Regions from separate parts of the Mus musculus genome. Here regions 2, 3 and 4 are each linked to region 1. A link is a contact called in public ChIA-PET and promoter capture Hi-C data. All regions are on one chromosome and are shown on one strand. The core of a region is the stretch at or near the end of the contact, and the rest is flanking DNA. Distances in the headings are between cores, read along the strand shown. Region 1 holds the start of Eif4e2 (eukaryotic translation initiation factor 4E member 2). Region 2 overlaps Dis3l2 (DIS3 like 3'-5' exoribonuclease 2). Region 3 overlaps Inpp5d (inositol polyphosphate-5-phosphatase D). Region 4 holds the start of Neu2 (neuraminidase 2).

Evidence for each region. Promoter capture Hi-C pulls out the DNA fragments that hold promoters and counts their contacts. ChIA-PET counts read pairs in DNA pulled down with a chosen protein or histone mark.
Region 2: a contact with region 1 is called in a promoter capture Hi-C map of liver, with 2.9 times the contacts expected there. The contact joins the enhancer-like site here to the promoter of Eif4e2 in region 1. A contact is called at or near these places in 6 of 39 promoter capture datasets (the 3T3-L1 cell line, the C10 cell line, hippocampal neurons and 1 more) and 1 of 9 other capture datasets (liver).
Region 3: an RNA polymerase II ChIA-PET map of memory CD8 T cells shows a contact between it and region 1, with 44 read pairs. The contact joins the enhancer-like site here to the promoter of Eif4e2 in region 1. A contact is called at or near these places in 1 of 39 promoter capture datasets (embryonic stem cells), 1 of 484 Hi-C or Micro-C datasets (the G1E-ER4 cell line) and 3 of 115 datasets of contacts at active chromatin or transcription factors (effector CD8 T cells, embryonic stem cells and memory CD8 T cells).
Region 4: a contact with region 1 is called in a promoter capture Hi-C map of liver, with 2.2 times the contacts expected there. The contact joins the promoter of Neu2 here to the promoter of Eif4e2 in region 1. A contact is called at or near these places in 2 of 39 promoter capture datasets (both in liver), 1 of 115 datasets of contacts at active chromatin or transcription factors (bone marrow-derived macrophages) and 2 of 9 other capture datasets (adipose tissue and macrophages).

Annotation. Positions count from the first base shown.
Region 1 is chr1:87,211,488-87,216,874 of GRCm38.p6, forward strand. It overlaps Eif4e2 (eukaryotic translation initiation factor 4E member 2), which reads left to right and starts at 2,427. Exons shown (of 7, transcript NM_001039170.1): 1 at 2,427-2,532. The coding sequence starts at 2,513. Chrng (cholinergic receptor, nicotinic, gamma polypeptide) reads left to right here. Exons shown (of 12, transcript NM_009604.3): 12 at 1-348. The coding sequence ends at 1.
Region 2 is chr1:86,744,384-86,749,770 of GRCm38.p6, forward strand. It overlaps Dis3l2 (DIS3 like 3'-5' exoribonuclease 2), which reads left to right. Exons shown (of 21, transcript NM_153530.2): 2 at 298-445; 3 at 958-1,115. The coding sequence starts at 394. Among named protein-coding and RNA genes, the nearest start is that of Dis3l2, 43 kb to the left of the region's middle. Within about 2 kb of position 2,833, at least 3 of the 459 cell types and tissues checked have an H3K27ac peak or open chromatin away from gene starts, as enhancers often do. A contact at or near this core is called in liver, where this site is marked.
Region 3 is chr1:87,637,749-87,643,135 of GRCm38.p6, forward strand. The region is part of intron 2 of Inpp5d (inositol polyphosphate-5-phosphatase D); the gene reads left to right. Among named protein-coding and RNA genes, the nearest start is that of Inpp5d, 20 kb to the left of the region's middle. Within about 2 kb of position 2,828, at least 118 of the 459 cell types and tissues checked have an H3K27ac peak or open chromatin away from gene starts, as enhancers often do. A contact at or near this core is called in the G1E-ER4 cell line and memory CD8 T cells, where this site is marked.
Region 4 is chr1:87,570,813-87,576,199 of GRCm38.p6, forward strand. Neu2 (neuraminidase 2) reads left to right here and starts at 3,215. Exons shown (of 4, transcript NM_001160163.1): 1 at 3,215-3,314. It also overlaps a transcript of Ngef not described here.

The sequences.
Region 1 (5,387 bases), core at 1,177-3,676:
AGCCAACCAATCCCTCCTGGGCCCTGGAGTCAGCTATGAGGGCCATGCTGTTTGTAGAGCTGTATCCCGTGTTGATGCTGAGTGTGCTCTTGGGGAAATACCCAAGGCTTCCTGGGAGAAGATAGAGAAATAAAGAGACAGAGGGGGATTTCTGCAGTGGTTGGTGATGGGTATGGTCACATGACTTTGAGCAGTTCTGATAGGTCACTTTGAAGCCCTAAGAGCTCTGCCTTTCCTGATGTCATTGACTGGGCAAGGTTTTACCCTTTGAGGCCTGAGAAAATTTCCTCCTGCCATTTTGTAAGATTTATTTCTATTATTTCTAACTATATGTATGTATGTACGTACATATGTGTGTATGTATATATTGGGAGTGGGTTATGTGCACATGAGTGAGCATGCCTGTTGGAAGTTGGCAGAGGATGTCAGAACCCTAGAGTTGGAGTTATAGGTGGTCATGAGCAACCAGACAGTGGGTTGCTCATGTCCTCTATAAAAGCAGCAAGTGTTCTTAACCACTGAGCTGTTTTCCCAGCTCCAACATCTTCCCTATGTGAACTTTCTCTAGAAGGTTCGTAAGGGATGTGGGGAACTCTCTTAACTGCAGAGAACATGAACTGGACGTGGTGGGGCCTTTAGTCCTAGCACTAGGGAGGCAGAGACAAATCCATCTGTTTGAGGTCAGTGTACATGGTGAGATCCTGTCTCAAAAAAGGATGGGGGTGAGGGTGGAGATAGTTCAGTGGTTAGGAACACTGGCTACTTTCCCGGGGATCTGGGTTGGTTTCCAGCACCCATGTAGCATCTGTTACTCCAGTTGCAGGCGATCCAACACCCTCCTCTGGCTTTGCAAAACGCCCATGCATATAGTGCAGACATATGCACAGACAGAACACCCATATACACAAGATAGAAAAAAAAAAGCCTTTTTTTTATGGAGATAGGGGTGTGGGATCTAAGTACAGAGTCTTGGCTTTTATGAGGTCTAGAATTTTTAAAAGTGTAACCCATTTTAACTAGCAAGGTTCTTCTAGATGCCACAGCACAAATGTGTACCTTCAGCAGTACGTCCCATTCGTCTAATGTAATACTTCCTCCCACCCCCACTGATCACAAAGGATTTCTTGAGTTTTACTATCTCCCCCCCCCCCATTGTTAGAAATTCTTCACAGTATGGATAGTCAAGAGGCACTGTTCAAAATAAAATAAAATAAAATAAAATAAAAAACAAACAAAGCCAGGCAGTGGTGGCACACGCCTTTAATCCCAGCACTTGGGAGGCAGAGGCAGGTGAATTTCTGAGTTCGAGGCCAGCCTGGTCTACAGAGTGAGTTCCAGGACAGCCAGGGCTACACAGAGAAACCGTGTCTCGGAAAAAAAAAAAAAAGGCCCTGTTCACCTGACCCACATTTCACATGAGCAAGCTGGGGTCCAGAGTAAGAGGAACTCTCTAGAACACTCCTTTATAGGGTTCAAATTTCCATCTCTGATCCAATCTCAGACACTGTAAGAAAGACTCCTAGCCCTGCAAATTCCTTTCGTCCTCTCTCTTCTCAAAAGCCAGAGTACTTGCAAGGCTAGGCCCAAAGCCACTGGGCTGGGTGTGACAGGAGAGCTTCCTCAGCCTCCCTTACATGCCAGGCAATAGGATGATCCCCTGAGGTCTTCCTGAGGAGAAAAAGCGTGACCTTGCTGAGTGACCAGGGGACAACCACGGGCCAGTCCTGGGACACTTTCCTCACCTGTAAATACAGGCACGAACATCAATTTCTACCCCTCCTCTCTGGTGATTAAAAATAAACATCTAACAATGTAATATGTTCAGCAGATGGGTCAGGAAAATGCGTGCCTCATAGCTCTGGAGTTACATCACCAACTAGGGAATTTATTCCTGTGTATGTGATGTGGTTTTGGACAGTCCTTAGGAGTGTGGGGACAATGACTTCAGTTGAGGAGGCAATGATGAGTGAGACCATCTCGGTCCTCAGTAAGTTTGTCACCCTGGTTCGACTCCCCCCACCCCCCACTTCACCCAATATATAGGGAAGGTCTTAATGTATCCCAGGCTGTCCTCGAACTCACTATGTTGGTTAGGCAGGTCTGGATCTTCCTGCTGCCATTTCCCAAGAGCCAGAATTGCAAGTTTGTTTGTAGTGCTCTCTCGTCCTCTCCAAACACCAAGAGCAAAGGATCAACTGCCAGAGAATACCATTTACTAAAGGTTACTATGCCTGACATTTTCCCCCTGGAATCCACGGGGAGGTTAAAGTGGATGGCCGGCAGCCTGCGTAGACAATGCTCAGTGCAAGCAGCCACACCAAGACAGCCCCGGTCGGAACAAGCGCTGTCGTCCCGGGCCACCCGTCCGGGAAAGAGGCCCCGCCCAAGGCCTGAGCACTGACGTTCCGCTGAGCGCCTCGCCAGCCAACCGGAAGTAGCCGGGCCCTTAGCGATGGGACCCGGTAGAGCGGAAGTCACTCCGTGAGGCAGTGGCGACAGCGGCGGCAAGAGGATGAACAACAAGTTCGACGCGTGAGTGGCGCGTGGCCGACCCCGGGGCCCCTTCCCCCAACCGTCCCCCGGGACCGCTCCCGCCGGGGCCGGGCGCGCCCTCAGCCGAGCCGCTCGCTCCCGGGCCGCCGCAGCCCGAGCCTTCCTGCGCCCGCGGGCCCGACGGGGCCGGGAGAGCGCGGCCGAGGTCGCCGGGACCCCTGAGCCGCTGGACCCCGGCGCGGCACGGGCCGGGGGAGGGGAGGCCGCGCCGCCCGGAAGGAGATTTTCGGACGCCCCGCCCTGGTGGGTGCGGGCTGCCGGCGGCGTGGAGGGGCGGGACCTCAGCGCTTCGGGTGTTTCCGCAGCCTTGCTGCCTTCTCTCTGAACGCGGCTTCCCTCCCGCACTCGCTCGGCGTCCTGGGAAGGTCACCTCTCCCTTCCGAGCCTCGATTTTGTCTTCTGCAAGCGGGGACGGTAACAGAGCCCGTGTCGTAGAGTTGGGCAGCTGCGATGAGGTAATGGGGCAGCCGCGCTGAGTACTGTGGCCTCTCGAGTACGGAATGCTTTTCATCTGAGATTCTTCCTGCTTCCTCCCCGACCACCACCCTCCCTTCATCCCCCACCCCGTCCCTGTCTTTCAACTCTTAGTGGCTGCCCACCCCTGCATTCATCTCCAATTCCCGCAGCGAACAGTTGGGAAGTACAGAGAAGAAATATGTGTTGGGGTGGGGGATGGGGGGGTGAGAACATTCCCCTCCTAACGATTAAATCTTTTAGCATTTAAAAGTAATTTTCGTTTTCATCTAGCCCCACTTAAGTTAGTGTTTCACAAGAATTGTATCCCTGGGTAGATTGCAGTGCTCCCTCCTCTCTATGGTTTGTAGTGATCAAATCTGGTTTATCATTCAAAGGCCTACATTTTTAGTTTTAAGCCCACCAGCTGTTTGACAGTACAAAAGTCCTCCAGTCTGAGCCATCGATCTCACCTCTGTAGTGGTTAGGACCGGAAGGACCACATCACGCTCTGCAATACTTAGAGGTACTGTGTAAAATGCTGAGCATGAGCTGTGAAGGGAAAGTGGACTCACTGATAGGTGGTGAAGCTGCAGGTTTTCAATACAGTGAGTTCAGAGGTGCAGACTCAGGAAGTACTGGGATGGGGATTCCAGTTGTACAGCCAGCTCTTCCTTAGGTTTTCATGGTGGCTGAGTGAGCTCTGCTTCTTGAGAAAAGACCTGATGTCTTCTCCACCTTGCTTATTAGCAGAGTCCAGCAGGATAGAGATCCATTGGTCTCCTGTCATAGGCCCTGCAATACCTAGCTTCATACCTGCAGCCCTTCCTCCCTTCTTCTCCTATTGGAACAAATCAAACTGCATCCTAAGAAGATAGTTTTTAGGTTGCCTGTCTTGAATAAGGATGGTTATGTTGGCCACTGTCGTCGTCACTGTTCTGTTGCTGTTGAAGAGATGCCATGACCAGGCAACTGTTTTTTTGTTGTTGTTGTTTTTGGGGGGTGGGGGTGGGGTCTGAGACAGGGTTTCTCTGTGTAGCCCTGGCTGTCCTGGAACTCACTCTGTAGACCAGGCTGGCCTTGAACTCAGAGAAATCCGCCTGCCTCTGCCTCCCGAGTGCTGGGATTAAAGGTGTGTGTCACCACTGCCCGGCCGGGCAACTCTTATGACAAGTTTTTTCTTTTTCTTTTTTACTTATTTATTTAACTAACAAGGCCACACACCTCCTAATCCTTCCTAGCAGTTCTGCTCCCTGGTGACTAAGCATTCAAATATATGAGCCTATGGTGGTCATTCTTAGTCTAGCCACTGCAGCCACCCAGAGGCATCCCTGTGGATTTGTTTCCTAACTTTTTAGGTTAGCATAGAAAGTAGCAGGTTCTATTAGGACACCTTCATACTCAGGCCATTACTTTGTTCTCCTTCTTCCCTGCCCCCACTGGACTCGCTGTGGTCCCTCTCTAGCTCGCTTTTTTTCTTCTAGCTGTCCCCCAAGTCCCTATTGCATGTATTATATTCCTCTCTATTTCCCACTAGCTTCTTCCTAATAACTCTGCAAAAGAGATCTTGGCATGTTTTCTGATAGTTAAGGAAAATGAGGCTTTTCAAGGTTAAGTAACTAGTGCAAGATAGCCTAAAGGGCCAGCTCAGGCTCACTCTTCTACTTTGTTCAAGTGTCTTTATCAACATTTGCTGGGTGGTTTAATTGTTTATAACTATGAGCTGTTGTAAAGAGTAGGGTCTTTTAATGCCCTCTTCCTCCTTCTTCTTCTTTTTTTCAATTATTTATTTTGTATATGAGACACTGTCACTGTCCTCAGACATACCAGAAGAGGCCATTAGATCTCATTACACATGGTTGTGAGCTACCATGTGATTGCTCACATTGAACTTAGGACTTGGAAGAGCGGTTAGTACTTTTAACTGTTGAGTTATCTCTTCAACCCCACCTGTCTTCTAACTTTGCAATAAAGGACAAAAATAAAAGCTTGCTTTTATTTGAAATTAGCAATTAAAATGGTACCCTTGTCCCTGGTTTTGGTTTTGTCATTTCAGATTTTCTTGTGAAAACCCTGCAGTTTGTAGAATGTTGCTCCTTATTTGGAGTCTGTACTCTTTATAACATCTCCCCAGAATTTTCCAGAATCATTCTCAAAGCGTAGTCTCCAGTGAGTGCAGTAGTATGATCTGATGGACACAGATTAAAGAGGCCCTCTAACCTCCTTTAATATGTGGGCTCTGCCTCTAAGTGTGACCAAAGCTGCTAATAGCTTTAAAGGGTGGTCATTAGACTCAACAAGTGGTAAGGTCTCATTGCCTTTCATGTTATTAACATGTGAAACTCTAAGATGCCCTCTCAAGAAGTACAGCCCCAACTGTG
Region 2 (5,387 bases), core at 1,583-4,082, 470 kb before region 1:
GGACTTTCAAACTTCCTCCATTACAGCTTTTAGAGTCTTCCATGCTATGCAGATTTGCCTACTTTCTTATTTTCTACTTCATTGCTTCATTAGTGGAAATTTTTAGTTGAAATGCTCCAAAGGAGCAATGTAGTGTATCTGTGAATGTGTAGACCTTGGATAAAAATGCAGCATAGATTGTATGACTACCCAGGAGAATGCCACATTGCCTTTGCTGTGTCTCGTACTCAATTTCTAAGGGGACAAAGGAAATCACAGGTAATTGCTCTCTAGTCACCAGTTTCTTTTTGATTTTAGCTCGTGACAACTGAGCTGCTGAAGGCAGGAGGAACTCTGAGCTGAATAGTAGTGGGTCCCTGAATCTGGAGAGAAGACGCCACCTTGGAACCAGTAATGAACCATCCTGACTACAAGCTGAACCTTCGGTCTCCGGGGACCCCCAGAGGTATAGAAAAGAAAATGGAGCTTGCCTTGGCAACTGGAGACTTGAAATACAAATGGACTGGGTGTGGAGGTGGAGGGAATTCTTTGGATTGAAGGAGACTAATTATTTTAATGAACTATGTTATTTATTCTAGAATTAGGCATGCTCTTATGGTTTTAGTTGATTGTTGTACAGCCATTTTATTTCCTCCAGAAATGTGACACTTTTAATAATTCCTATTTTTAAAGGTTTGTATCTGCAACTAGCAAAGTATCCCAGACCCATTATTCAGATTTTGCTCCGTGCATACTGCAGCGGTCACTTAGGCTTCACCCTCTTCATTTATGCTGTCTTACGTGTTCTTTCCTTTTTGTGGCTGTTTGAAATCATCACTGGAAAGGTTCATTCATTCTCTCGCTGGCCTTTGGAGGTAACAAGAACAACAACAAAAGACAGTGACATCATAACACCTCCAGTTAAAAACATAGAGATGTGTAACTCAGGGAGAGTTGATTGCTGCCTCATGTTTCTAGGTGTGTCCTCTGTGGTTGGCCCGAGTGCTGTTGGTGCTTCGCCAGGTGACAAAAAGTCAAAGAACAAGTCCATGCGAGGGAAGAAAAAGAGCATATTTGAAACCTACATGTCCAAGGAGGATGTTTCAGAAGGCTTGAAGAGAGGAACACTTATCCAGGTGCTTAAAGCTTACAGGTTATTTAACCCCTGAGTATGTGGAATGACAGTAATCTTGTTTATTAAACTTTTCCCTGTTCTGTACTCTGTGCTTTGACATGGTGCAGGGTTTGTGCTTCTTAGATCTATAGCATGTATAGGTGGTAAGTACCACTAGACTCTCATAGGCAAACCTTTGAGAGAAGAGAAGAGAGAGCCTTTGTAGCTCATGTCAATGTTGCCTAGGAATGTTGTATTGGGAGAGATCTATATGAGCCAGGCTGGGGATTGGTGCAGTTGAGCAAAAAAGTATAAGGAAATGAGCTTTCCAAGTGAAGTAGCCAGTTGAACTGTTAAGACTGAGTAGGTAGTGGGGTTAGACTATGCCAATCACTGAATTAATTGTTCAGTGTGCCTGAAGCACATGAATAGTGAATGACTGGAAAAATGGGTAAAGTTGTAGAGGAAATAGTAAACAGTATTTATTGAATGCTTTGCAATTTGCATAATCTGTTCCCAGGCTATTCACTGGTGTGGCTGAACAGATGTTCTTTGAGCATTTATCTTTGAGCCAGGAATACTTCCTGTTGGGAGAGTGCTGTAGGGTGAACTTGTGAAACATTATGGGATAAGGCAGCTTCGGTTTGCTCTGGTGTGACATCGAGGCAGCTAGTAGGTAACAAGGCAAGAGAAGAAAGCAGGAACATGCCTTCTTTGAATTAAGGGTCTTTCATAATTCTTGGGTAGAAATACTACTATGTTGTACCTGACTCAATTAAAATTATTAAGTGAGGGTTGGGGCTTTCAGTAAAGTGCTTACCACACAAGCATGAGAACCCAGATTGGATTTCCACTTCTCACATAAAGGCTGGGAGGAGTGGTGCAGGGAAGCAGAGAGAGGAGCTTTTCTCGGGCTTGCTAGCTACCTGGCTAGCTCGGCTTCACTAAAGACTCTGGTTTGAAAAGCCAGGGTGGAGAGTTATTGAGGAAAACACCCTGTGTTGACTGCTAGCCTCTACACCCATGTCTACATGTCTACACACATATATAAACACAAGTATATAAATATGTACAATGCTGACTGAGTCCCACCTTCTCTCATTCTGAAAACTCAGACTTAGTTGTGTTTTGTGTGGAAGATTCATCCAAACAACAGATATCAGCGTCTCTGGTTTTATCATCTTTTTATAGTTACCCGTGTCCATAGTACGTGTAATTGATGTAGATTCTGGAACACATCATTAATTTTTCACAAATCATTGGTCCTTTTGATTTAGAAATACCATTGGTTTTATTTCTCCTGGATGTCTCTGAGAAGTCTCTCTTAAGAGAATAGAAACCATATTTGTTTGCTTCTCATGGTTTGGCATCTGTATACTTTACTTTACCTGCAAGTGTCTTGGCCTTCCTTGTTCCTATGTGAGGTCTTGATGTGCCTTTCTCATTGTTGTCTCCTGACACCCCTTTCCAGTAATGTCCTATGTTCTGATTATCTTGGACTTCCAGATTTCCCCTCTAAAACCTGTGCTTGCTTGGTGTGGTAGCTTGTACTGATAGTCCCAGTACTTGGGAGGCAGAAGCAGGTAGATTTTGGTGATTTTTGAGGCTAGCCTGATCTATCTAGTAAGTTTTATAGTGAGACCTTGTCTCACAAGACCAAAATCAAAACCACTACCACCAGCATCGTTGTCGTAGGCAACATCAATAACCACCCAAAATGAAACTAAATGTAGGACTCTGCTGGACTTTGCTCTTGCTGTCCTGGAGCTTGAGTTGTTTCCTCCCATCAAAGTGTAGCACTGCCTGTCCCTGAGCAGTCTGAACTTAAATGTCACCCTCACATTTTCTAAGCTTAGTTGGGTGTGACTGCCCTCTAGAAGTCAGCTTTGTTGTTTATATGGTAAATTCTTACCTTTGTTTGGCTTTTGTGTCCCCAATTTGATTTTTCACTTCCTTACTGCATGGCCACACATACTGTACATGATAGTCCAACTCTGGGGCTTGGCCACTGCTTATTACTAAGCTTATGCTGAATAAGTATTTCTTTTGCAGGCTGAATAAAAATCAAGATACTGCCTTTTGAAGAAGAGTGAGGGGAACTTCAATTGCTAGAACTTGAGAGAAAACCAGCTTTGTTATAGAAGCACACCTTTACGAGATAGGGTTGGATCGGTGTCCTGCAATAGTATTAGTTTTTGCCTCCTTTTAATTTTTCCATTTGAAGTGACTTTTTGCTGGCATTAACACAAAATGAAAGATCTGATCAATATAACAGCCCACATTCCCAGAAGTTTGTAAGTGATTCCTCCTGGCCTATGACATCATAAGCCTCCACAGCCAGAGGCTCTCCTTCCCCTCTACCCCCCACATGTGAGAACAGTTGTTCTCTGCAGATGGGGTGAGGAATGGGTTCCAGATATGAGGTCACCATGAGAATATACAACATTGTAAATAAGATTTTCATAGGCAGAGAACCAGAGTACATCTGCTTTTGGATAAAAACTTTCTGTGTGTAGCTGTCTGGGTAAGGTAAAAAGCTAGACAAAAAGTGATATTTTAGTGCCATTGAAGAAAATTAAACATATCAAATATACTTAGAAACATCTGTCAACTTTTGTGTTCAGATATAAGTATGTCATAAGAGTATGCCCTCTTCTTCATCAAGAGAAAATTCTTATACTGAAAGATATTAGGGATCTTAAAAATTAGTAGAATAATACAGTATTAGTTAATGCCTTGACAAAAGTTTGAGATTTCATTCTTTTGTAGGACAGAGACCACAGTGGCTAAGGAAACCTCTTTTGTGTCTTTGTAAATGAATTATTACTATTCAGCAATAAAATATAATTCAGGACATGTACTTTTCTTTATAACCAAGTTTCACATCAGTGTGTCAGTACTCTATGCATAGGAGCAGTATTGGTTGGTTGTTATGGGAAGTGCTATGAGAGGTGAGACCCTGAAAGGAGGTTTAAGGGGATAACTAAGGGACATGGGCAAAGAGAGGGTACAATTGGCACCTTCAGAATCCAGATTATGCACTGACTACTAGAAGTCCAAAATGAGTCCTTAGAACTGCTGGAGGCATGATGTCAGATTCCTGTTGTAATAGAATATTGGCGAGATGTTGTTTTTGACCTCTGAAAAGGCCTATTCCAGGACAGAGGGTATGATGGTCTCATTATTTCTAGGAATTTTGCTCTTTGTTAAAATTGAGCTCAGAGGGCTTGAGATTTGGTTCAGTGATTAGGAGCACTGGATGCTCTTCCAGAGGACCCAGGTTTAATTCCTAGCACACATATAGCAACTCACAACAGTGTGTAACTCCAGTCCCAAAGTATCTGCTCTCTTTTGACTTCTGAAAGCACTGCATGCACATGATGCACAGAAGTACAGGCAGAACACACACACACACACACACACACACACACACACACACACACACACACAGGTCAGCTTGGGTAAGTATTCAAGAACAGGACAGTAGAGGCGACATTATTATGGAATCCCTAAGAAGAGAGGTAGTATTCAGAGTTATGATACCAGGGACAAAGGGATGATGTCAACTTTGCAGATAATAGGTAACTAATGAACTGAAGAAACATTTTTGACAGCCTAGTGAATGTCAAGCATTTGGGAATGAGCACTAGAAAAGTCACTGGGCTGGTAGGCAAAAATAACTGTAAAAGTGAAGGAAATTGTAGGTCATTAATGTTCCAAGAGAAAGAGGAGAGAGAATAGATAGAAGGAACCACTGCACATATTGGTTAGGGAAGTCTCTGTGAGATCATCCTGTAGGTGAGATCTAAAGAACAAAAGTGAGCAGCTAATTTCAGCTTTGGAAAAGAATATAGGTAAAGAGATCAGCAAGCAGAAGAACAGCACGGAGAAGACTTGATGTTTTAGAGGATGAAAAGGAAGCAGCCTTTGGAGACTTAATGGAGCAAAGGTGGAGTTAGGCAGTAGCCAAGTCCTTTAGGGACTTAGACTATATTAGAAACTTGGATTTTGCCAGGGACCAGCTTTTGCTTAGAAAGGGGTTCCTGAGAGAAGGGGTGTTTGAAATGGAAAAAAACGACTCGAAGTCAATCTTGGGGTACAAGCTGGCAGCCTGTGTTATTTACAAATCAATTCAGTCATTTACTCCAGGTTCCCTTTGGATTATCCCAGGAATCAGCATCCCATGACCACTTTCTCCCTTGATTCTTAGAAGACAGCAAGTCACCTTTTTTTTTTTTTTTTTTAACATTGCAGAGGAATTCAGAGATCTGCCTGTCTTTGTAAGCACAAACAA
Region 3 (5,387 bases), core at 1,578-4,077, 430 kb after region 1:
CTGTTAGGAAGCAGGTACCTGCCCACCACTGACAGATGAGGACAGATCATAGCCTCCTGTGGCTACCTCAGCCAGGGCAGTGAGCAGGCAGTTTTTATAGAAGAGATATGGCCTTGCTGGACACAATTGGTTTCAGTCTTGCACTTGACCTATGACCTTCTTGGTCATCTATACCAGCCAAGGGACAGGAAGCCATGGGCCTAAATGGTTTGAAAGTCCCCACCTATAAGGATGTCTTGTCCTATAAAAAACAAACAAGCAAACAAAACAACAACAACAAAATCCCCACACATTTACAAGTGCTGGAGATGTAGATAAGCTCAATTGGTAGAGAGCCTATCTAGCATGTGCAGACATGGTTCAGTTCCCTAGTACTGTGTAACACCTGGCATAGTAGCACATCCCTGTAATCTTAGCACTTGGGGATAGAGGTATAGAGTTAAGAGGATGGAAAGTCTTCAGGTACATAGTGAGTTAGAGATCGGCACACATGCATGTGCACACGCTCATGCACACACACATGCATGCACATGTACAGAACACACACCAGACATGCTAAAACAAACAATATAAGGAACAAATCAAAGCTCACAGCCAGTGAAGGCAAGGCAGAAACATTCTTCAGGAAGCGTTGGTATTTGGCCACTGCTTATTTTAACTCCAGTTCCTCTTTTCATGTTGAAGCAAAACCTGCATTCTTTCCTGAGCTTAGCCACAGTTTCTGTATAACTCAGTCCTTATACCTAAACCTGCTTAGTGTCAGCAGCAGCAGGAGCAAGGCTGAGACTGCACAGCGACACACCAAGGGCCTTCATGGTCCCAGCTCTTCTTATGGGAGGTCCTTGTTGAAACATTCATTCCACCTTCAATCTTTCCCAAGGACAATCTGTATCTCGTGGTCCAGAAGGCTCACTGATGGAGGGAAGCACGACCCCCACCACTCAGGGACTCAGCTCTGACTTCATTACTTATAGACCTACAAAATCAGAGGTGGGAAGGGTGGCAGCAGGATTCTCTTGTTTAACGCGGTAGACACTAGCGTTCACAACCCTGCTTCCAAGCTAAGTCTTCTTTCTCAGGGCTCAGAACATGTTTCCAGGCATAAATGGGTACTGAAACACTTCGGCAGTATGGGACCCAAGACCATTTCACGGAGGGGAGGCAGGGTAGTGGTCTCTCTGAGATGGGCCCTTCCTTGCCTATTTGGATGGTATTTGATCATGAATAGCACTTGGCTGTGTGTCCTGTGCATTCAGGATTTTGCAGCCACATGGCTTTGTTCAGGGACTGTGAAGAGACCAAACAGGAAGATAGAATGTTACATCTCCCCTGCTGTGGTCACAATTCTGTTCACGAATGACAGGGATGGTCTCCATGGAGGCCATTGTTCTCTTTACTGCCCTTGTTCTTAGTAAGGAGACATCCATGTCCAGTTCTTGGTAAGAAGGGAGACAGGGGGCTGGTGAGATGGCTCAACGGTTAAGAGTGCCGACTGCTCTTCCAAAGGCCCTGAGTTCAAATCCCAGCAACCACATGGTGGCTCACAACCATCTGTAACGAAATCTGATGCCCTCTTCTGGAGTGTCTGAAGACAGCTACAGTGCACTTACATATAATAAATAAATAAATATTTAAAAAAAAAAAAAAAAAAAGAAGGGAGACAGCCACATGTTCTTCAGTCTGCAAGGTGAAAAAAGAATGGGAAGAAAATGGGAGGGAAAGAGATGCTGAGAACAGTATAAAGGGGGGGGACTGAAAGACATAAAAGAAAAGGAATAATGAGATGAGGGAAAGATAATGAAGGAAGGAACAGTCAAGAAAGAGGAAGGCTGTGGACGTGATGGGTACGGTTTCTACAAAGGAAAAGAGGTGGGTGCATGCAGGGCGAGAAGCTGCAAAGGTGATGGAGGATGAAGATGGAAGTGTGCTGTGGGCTGTGGAAGGTGTCTGTGGAGGATGTCTATCCCTGGCTCTGCTCCGGGCACTGAAGCAAGGATCCACAGACACTGTGAGACAGGTTTAACGCAGATTCTCAGACCCAGAGAGTGTTCTGATTTAAAGTCCATGCGGACATCCTCTGGGTACTGTGTGAGGCCAGAGGCAGGCAGGCAGGATGCTTACTTAGCCCATCGGGCCCCGGGTTCCCATGCCTAGAGGCGGTGTTCGTGTGAATCCTGGGTCCTTCCTGAATCTACAAAGGAAGTGACTCTCCCCTCAGGGAAGTGACATCCATCTTGGGCCGCTGACTTCAGAGTGAGCTGTTCACCCAGTTGTTGCCTTTTGGAGTAGCTTTGCTCCCTGGGAAGCCAGGGAGGGTCTGAGGCAGGACAAGAAGTCTTAACAGACAACTGTGTTGTGTCTGAGGAGGCTGAAGAGCTCTGAGCAGCCTTTAGACATGATACCTCTAGCCAGGTCCACCACTGAAGCGAATAGGGGCCTCTGGGCTTCTCTTGCTGCCTGACACTTCCTATGAAGAAGAAAAAAGCCCAGCTCATGATTCTGTCGCATAAATATCTCTGTGAACTTCCTGTCTCTGCTGAGCCGGCAGTGTTGGGGATAAGGACTGTGAAAACTGGGGTACTGTGGGTTTTCATGCACGTTCAGAAGAAGAGAGGCTTTGAGATGGTCTTTCCCACAGACGCCAAGGTTACTCTTCCAGACAGAAGGAAACCCCACTAGCCAGAGCCTGTCGTGATCTGTGTAGATCAGACGCGTGACTCAAGTTCCTGGTCCCTGGTGATGTCTGTCACATTGCTCTGGGCAGTTCGGCATCTGGAGAAGGAACAAAACCACGTTTTCAGAGCTGGCCGGTCACAAGCGTCGGGGAGGGCGAACGGTTGAGCCGTTGTTATGAAGTTCAGGAAGCGGGTGGCAGCTGTTATTGTTCTAAGTGGTCACCAAGTGAAATAAAGATTCCGTCTGAGCCTCTGGGCAAAGGATGTGGCTCAAACACACATTTCCTGAGGTTGTACAAGGAAGAATGCAGAACAGGCTCAGAAGCTAGCATGGCCAATGTGAAGACAGGGAGACCCCTTTGTGTCCTGGCAACCATATTCTGGGGCCCTGTGTTTTAACTTTGCTTTATTTTATTTTATTTTATCTGCTGTAGATATAGGTCTATTTTCTAAGCCTCTGACTATCTCAGGACATCTTGCAGCTGGGTTCATATTTAAAAGGGAAATTCTTGGGGCCAAGTTTCCCTTCAGCATCCCCCAGAGGTGTCGTTCCATAGCCTTTGAAAATGTAGTATGAATAAGTCCCAAGCACCAACCCAAGGCCAGCTCGTGCCAGTTGTAGTAGAGAGACAGGTATTACCTTTTGCTCGCTGCATCCTTTCCTTCTGTGGATCCTGCTGAGATTGATCAATTTGCAACACAGGTCTTTCAAGACTCAAAGGTTTTTCTTGTTTGACTTTTTTTTTTTTTTTAAGCCAGTTTATCTGTTTTATTTTTCTCAGATTCTACTGAGAAAGCCCAGTCCTGCCCTCATTTGCCAGCCTTCTGGAACACTCTTACTCCCAGAAACAAACAAGCAAACAAACAAGCACCCCTCACCTGCCCCTTCTCCTGTGCGCCTGGAGGGAGAGCTAATTGATTCTCAGGTGTCTGGGGGTAGGGGTGTTTACGCTCTGCCATCTCTGCCTCTAAATGGCTTATCCTTTTCTCCCCATCTCTGTGCACCCAAGCCGTCTTGTTGCTAATTCTCCATATCCCAGAATGTTATGGTCTGCTTTGTTTGTGTTTTCTTCTCCTGCATAGCACAGAGCTGACACTAACTGTTGATAGGCTAAGCCCAGGGAACAGTACTCAATTGCAGAGGGGAAGGACTCCGTAGGGGCGTCTTATCAAAAAGTCTTTCTTAGAAACAGACACAAGACAAAATGGCTCCCTCCCTCCCAACTAGAATATGATCATTGGAATTGCTGCTGCTGTTTCACAACCGTGAGAAAAGGTGACTGGAGAATGGGACCATGCAGACAGCAGAGCAGAAAGATAAAATGAAGCCAGGTCTTGAATGGTGCTATTGGATTAGCTGCATCGAATTAACAAGTCTAGGAGCTGGCCTGCCCATGGGCTTCCTGTTAGTGAGATGACTCTTTTGTGTTCAAGTACATATAGGATTCTGAAACACGTAGCTGAAAGTGGTCCAACATACAAGGTTTGGTCTATGCTAGGGGGGAATCTCAAAAAAGGAAAACCGTACACTTCAGATTGAGCACCGAGAGTCACTGCACAGGTCCACAGGCTGTGGTCTGCAACCTCGATCACACCTCTCTCCTTAGTCCTGGCCAGTGCATGCTGCCGGGATTGGTTCTGTACCATCCAGACATCCCTAACGATTTGTCTCTGGACTCAATATCCTATTGCTCTCACTCAAATCAGAAAAAGTACAAAAATCAATCAGCATGCTAGCGACCTCTGTGCCCTGGAAAGATGTCTCCATTTCTGTTTCTCCATGGGATGATTTAGTTTCTCATTTCAGCTTTGCCCTTTGAGAGCAGGTGTCATTCAGAGTTGTATTGAGCAGATGAGAGTCTTTCCTCGGAGGAAATACCATTTCCCCCAGTGGAACCTTGCTGGATCACTCATAACATAGCCGAGGGCGTGGGTAAGGTGGCTCCCAAGGAAAGTGCTGGCCACACAAACATGAGGATCAGAGTCTAGAAAAAAGAAGGGCTGCAATCCCAGTGCGGGTGGGGGGGGGGGGGGCAGAAATAGTTGGATCCCGGGAGCTCCCTGGCCGGCTAGGCTAGCCCAATTGGTAAGCTCTTGGCTCAGTGAGACCCTGTCTCAAAAAGTAAGACGGAAGGGCTGGAGAGATTGGTGATCCAGCAGCTGAGAGCACTGGCTGCTCTTCCTGATGACCAGAACCCACGTGGTGGCTCACAGCCATCTGTATTTCTAAGTTCAAAGGCTCCAGTACCCTCTTCTTGTTGCCTTGCTAGGGAGCAAGCTCACAAAGCACATAGACACATGCAGGCAAAACGCCCATCCGCACTTAAAAATTCAAATAAAAGAAAATGTAAGTGGACGATAACTGAAGTCACCCTGCATTTGCCTCTGGCCTCTACATACGCATGCACACATGTGTATGCGCACACACACACACACACACACACACACACACACATGCACACACAAGAACAGACTCCTCACCCTCCACCTGCCAGGTGATTATTCAATTTTATGCCATGGTCCTTATTTATTTTTTGAGGTTCTGAAACCCTTCTCAGCCCACAGTGAGAATCCAGTAGCTATCAATGGATTCGGTCTGCTTGCATCTTGAGAAGACAGAAGAGCTGCGGGTCCCACTGGACAGCAGGATTTGCTCTGCCCTGCTGCAGTTGTCTCCACAGTGCTGTTACTGGAATCCATGCCTTCTGGCAC
Region 4 (5,387 bases), core at 1,965-4,464, 360 kb after region 1:
TCACTGTAGGACACCAATCCTGCCGTTTATTGTACAAGATTCTGGCCAACCTCCTGTGTGCCTTCATTTTGTCAGTTTCTATGATATTGCCTCCAATACACAAGTCAGCCATGTTTTCCCCAAAGACAACTAGGCAGATCTGATTTTCTGTGAGCCTCAACACAGCTTCATTTGAACCCTACACTAGAAATGCTTCGCTTCTTGAGCTCAGCTAGTAGCCTAGGACGGCTGAGTGCCAGACATGTTGCTTTCAACTCAGAGCCTGCTCCAGAGAGGCCAGAAACCCATGGGGAGCTGCAGGCAACAATGCTGATGTTCCAGACAACTAGGAAGACTTGTCCCAAGGCCAGAAACCCTTTTAAAATAAAAAAAAAAAGAAGATCTGAGACTCACTGTAAGAATCAAAGGTAACTTCCTAAGAAGGAGCTCTGCAGAAACGAAGGCTTCTGTCCAATGTCCTAGTATCCACCCAGCGATGTTTCCTTTGAAACATGGCTTTATTACATGCCCACACTTCCCCTGACTTCCAACTAGAGGCTATCCAGGCTGAAATAAGATCCTGTACTGAGGCTTTAAAAACTGGAAATAGTTGAGGGACTGTCTTAATTAGGGTTTTACTGCTGTGAACAGACACCATGACCAAGGCAAGTCTTAAAAAGGACAGAGAGTCTCCAGAACAAGTCATTTGGAGAGTGCCTGGAAAGGGACAAGAGAAGCTTGGGAACCCTGAGTAAGGGACCAGAGAGGGGAAGGGAGGAAGGCCACATTTAGTGTAAGGATCCTTATACCTGGTCCCATCTGAAGTAGAGGCAGTCACCAGCAGCTGATAGCCTAAGGTAACTCAGCCTTACGTATAATCCACAACCATCTCCCTTCAGAGTTTCAGCCTATCATGATGGAGAGCTTCAGGGGACACTTACTTAGCCAGTTAGCAGGTGTGCCTCCCTGACTTAAGATCCTGAGAATCAGGAGATCTCCCAAGCTCCCACCCTCAGCTCAGGTCCCCGGCTACAGTTTCCTCTTTTATGTTGTCCAGATAAATAGGCTAAGAAAGCCTACTCTCTCCCAATGCTGAGTTATACTCCTACATCCAAAGAGATCCCCACTTCTGGAGACTCTCTATCCAGAGTTACCCTCCTTAGATAATGTACCAGCAAATCATTTGGGAACTCTTTAAGGATCTAGATAGTGGGTACTTCAAGCTATAGTCTATGGTAGACACCATGACTAATGCATGTGGTTCCTGGCAAAGAGGTGAAAGTGACAAAGGCACACAGTCAGCCTGCTGCATCTACAGCTGAAGGGTGTATCTCCTGGGATGACATTGTCCGCATGTACAGAGCCTACTTCCTAAGTCTGTGAGTCCCATGGATAGGAGCACTTCTCCACCTTTCCCTTACTTCAGCAATCCTATTCACCAAGAATTCTTTACAGAGGCTTCTGCTTCCCCCAGGAACTTCCTGTTCTAGTCATTAAGATCCCAACCCCTCATCCCTAGGAACTTGAAACACTTAGCTAGAGTGAGAGCGGGAACAAGTGCTCACAGTCAACCCATCAGCTATTTCACCAACAGAAGCTCACCATGGGACATTCTTTAAAAGACCTCTCATTAATGTTCAAACTCACTGTGGTATCCCTGGCAGTGGGGCCACAGGGACTGCTGCTACCGTTAGGAAACAGGACAGGCTGGGTGTCTCCCTATCCTGGGGACCATGTCCATGAAAATCTGTGGTTGTTCAAAGAGTGGCCTGAGAGTGTGGTTGAGGAAGATGGCCTATTGTCCATTTTCATTGTCCAGGATGCTGGAGTCTCCAAGGAGACTCTGGCTTCTCCTTTCTGAGACTAAGTAACATCAAATGTGGGCCAAGATGAAGAAAGGGGGAGGGGAAAGGAAAACACAGTGGGGGGACCCAACCAGAGCCTTAATGTCTCTCTGCATTAAGACAGCCATTTCTCTCAAGGCAACAAGACATTGGTCACTAGCTGAGATAGCAGAGTAGCCAAAACTACAGGAATCCCAAGTCCAGCTCCCTGCAGCTGATGGCTTCGTGAATATCCCACATATTGGTCAAGACAGGAAATAAGAACCTTCTATTGCTATATCCAGCTGAGTTTTCTCAACCGAGTCACAACATACTCTGGCTTCTTGGCCACCAAGCACACAAATCTGGAGGGTTCTGAGGGTAGGGTCTTTTGTCCTGAAATGGTCCCTGAGCAGGAGGAGCAACATCAGTGGGGCAGCAACACAGGGGCTGTTACTCCATAGCTGTGAAGTCTCCTCCCTAGAGCACACCTTAACCCTGAGGTTTGAGCCAACAGCACACGGAAATCACAGCACTTCACAGTCTACACATACATTTACAACCAGGGCGAGCACCATGGGGAGTGAGTGCCCTGGTCTTGGAGGGCTCTGCAGTTACTTTAACATGAGGCTTCTGCCTCTCTCTGATTCTTTATCGGTTTTTGGCAAGAGGCCCTGCACGTTCCTGTTGCACAGGGCCCTGTAAGTTATTGACCTGTCCTTTGCAGTACATTGTCTCCCTAGTCTCCACAGCTGGAGGTATAGGAGCTGGAAAGAGGGGTCACCCTGCTTCGTGCTTCACAGATGTTGAAACACGCTGGGCTGGGAGAATCACTAAGCCAAGATGGGCTGGGAGCTCACAGGCATAGCCAGGACCTCATAGGTACTGCTGGAATCTTGCAAGGGTAGCCAAGTTCTCCTTCCCATGGACAGTCTGGCTGCCTTCTCTTTCCTAGTTCTTCTCAATCAATGCTTGCAACACTCTGCACTTCCCCAGCAGTGACCTCTCTTCTACGGTTTCCTTGATCTCATTTCATTAAAAAATAAGATAAAATAAACATATATTTTGCTCACCTGCCAGCCAGAAGTTCCTGGGTGTTAGGCCCCCTCATAAGTGCTTCAGTTTCTTCCTTTCCCATCCACGGTCCTGTCCGGGCACCTCAGTGCAGGTCTGTGTGTCCCCCACATAAGCACACAAGCTCCCTACCTGTCCCTGAGTACTATAGCCTGGAAAAGCCTCCCTGGGAAACATTCCTGACCTTCAGACCTGCCTCCCTATAGCTGGCCCCATTCCTGGGACAGGCACTTCCTGTCTGGGTGTTTACCTTGCTGGGTGCCCTGCACCTAGGCAGGGAGCCAGACACACCTCCCTAGGAGCCAGGCAAAAGGGGAGGTGCCACTGAGGTGCAGGTTGACATGACCCAAACGGCCCCTGGCTGCAAGGTAATATCGGAAGTTGACTAAGAATGGACGCCCCACCACTGACTGACCCGCCCCCTGAGTCTGAGATTGGGTAAGTGTTTATGATCCTCTTGGGTTCTGGTCACTTTTGTGTTAGTATGTGTACACGTGCACACACACGTGGAAGTCAGAGGTGAACACCAGGTCTCTCTCTTATTGTTTTCTGTTTTTCTTATGGAACCCAGGGCTCACTAATTGGCCAGGCTACCTGATCGGCCATCCTCCGAATCTTACCTGCACCCTCCCCTCCTGTCTCAAACTTCCCCTGTGGGGGTTAAAGGAGCACGCCACTGTGCCCCTTTTTTATGTGACAGTTGTGAATCTTCTCAAGTCCCAGTGCACATATGCCAAGCGGTTTGCCAACTAAGCCAGCACTTTTAATCACTGCTTTACATGGCCGTCAGGGCTCAGCTTGACAGCTCCCAGGCAGGGGACACCAGCTGCTCTATTCGAGAGGTCTTAATCAATTGTTACTATTACAGTGAATTATGATTAGTGACGGCTTCCTTCTGCCTGGTGCTTACTGCGTGGCAGGCACTGAACTAAGCAGATTGCATAACCTCTCTGTGTAGCCCTGAGCCCTCACTACAAGTTGAGAATCAGGTGCATTTTAAAGATACATATGTTCATAGATCATCTTGCCCAAGGCCACATAGATAGTAAGCTGCTCCAAGATTGAAACCCATCCTAGCTGGTACCAAAACCTTGCCTCTTAACCCATTGCTTTCATTTCTCAATGCTAATAGCTACACTGCCCATATTTATGTAAGCCTCCGATGAGCTATTGTTTTTTGTGACCTACCGCTGGTAATAAATTAACCCAACCGGTACTGCCAAGAAGCAGGGCATACTTATACTCTAGGTTTCTGTGAGTCAGGAATCTGGGCAGGGCTTGGCCGCGTTCTTTGTTCAGGGGCTCTCACTGGCTGGAGGCAAGGTGGCTGAGGGCCAGAACGCCTCTTTACAAGGCTGTGTGGAGAAGGCACACAGGCCTCCTGGGTTGTTGGCAGGCCTGCACGCCTCCTTGGGGATTGCTGGACTGAGGGCCTTGTTTCCTGCTGGTCATGGCTGGGCAGCTTGCTCTGTTTTGTTTGTTTGCCTCTCTGCCATGACACCTTGCTTCATTGAGGCTGCAGAAGATTCCAGAGATCTCTCTCTTCAAGGACATGGCTGTGTGATGCGCTCCACGTGAGCACGCTCAGCTATGGAAGTCAGATGTCTTCCTTGAAGAATCTCCACTTTATTTATTGAGGCAGGGTCAGTCATTAGACCTGGAACTAGTCAAATCCAGCTAGTCTAGCTAGCTAGCTTACTGTGAGGATCACCGCCTCTGCCCGCTGAGTGCTGGGAACAGCCAGGCCCACCTAGCTTTTGTGTTCTGGGGACCTGGATCCTGACCTCTCGTTTGCATGCCACGCTCTTTCTCAGCTGAGCCATCTCCCAGAACCACAGACTTTTGTGATGTGCTCGTGGAAGTGACATTAAGTGGCATCCCATCACTCTGCCATGCTCTGCTTGTCAGAGAGCCGCCATTAGGTACAGCCCATATGTCACAGTAGGACATGGATGCAGGAAGTAGGCACCATTGAATCTCAGATGTCTGCCTAGTATGACATCCGATTGCCACAAATGTTGGTTCTGGTTTTTGCCACTGAATGCCAGAGGGAAGTAATCTCTCATCCACTCATCCCTGCTTTTTTTTTTAACAATAAAGCATATATATTCTAACTAAATTACAGATCAATATTACTCAGCAGCTAGATTAATACAGTCATACAGTCACTCAAACACTTGCACAGTCCCAAACTCTCCCTCTCCCTATCTTGATTATACATATATATGCATATATAATATTATATATTATAATTATATATATAATCGAAAGAGAGATATGCGCACATAGATATAGACTAGACATAAGTAGATACAGATGTATCAGCAAAATTTACTTACTTAGAATGGCCATAGGGCTTCACTTAAGAGTGTTACACTTTCACTATCAAGTGCATCTTTATTCACTAATTCATCAATACACACTCACATGAAAAAACAAACAAAAAATTAATAACTCTGACCGACCCAATCCACTCTTGGGCATATGCTCCCAAACCCCAGATCCTACTTC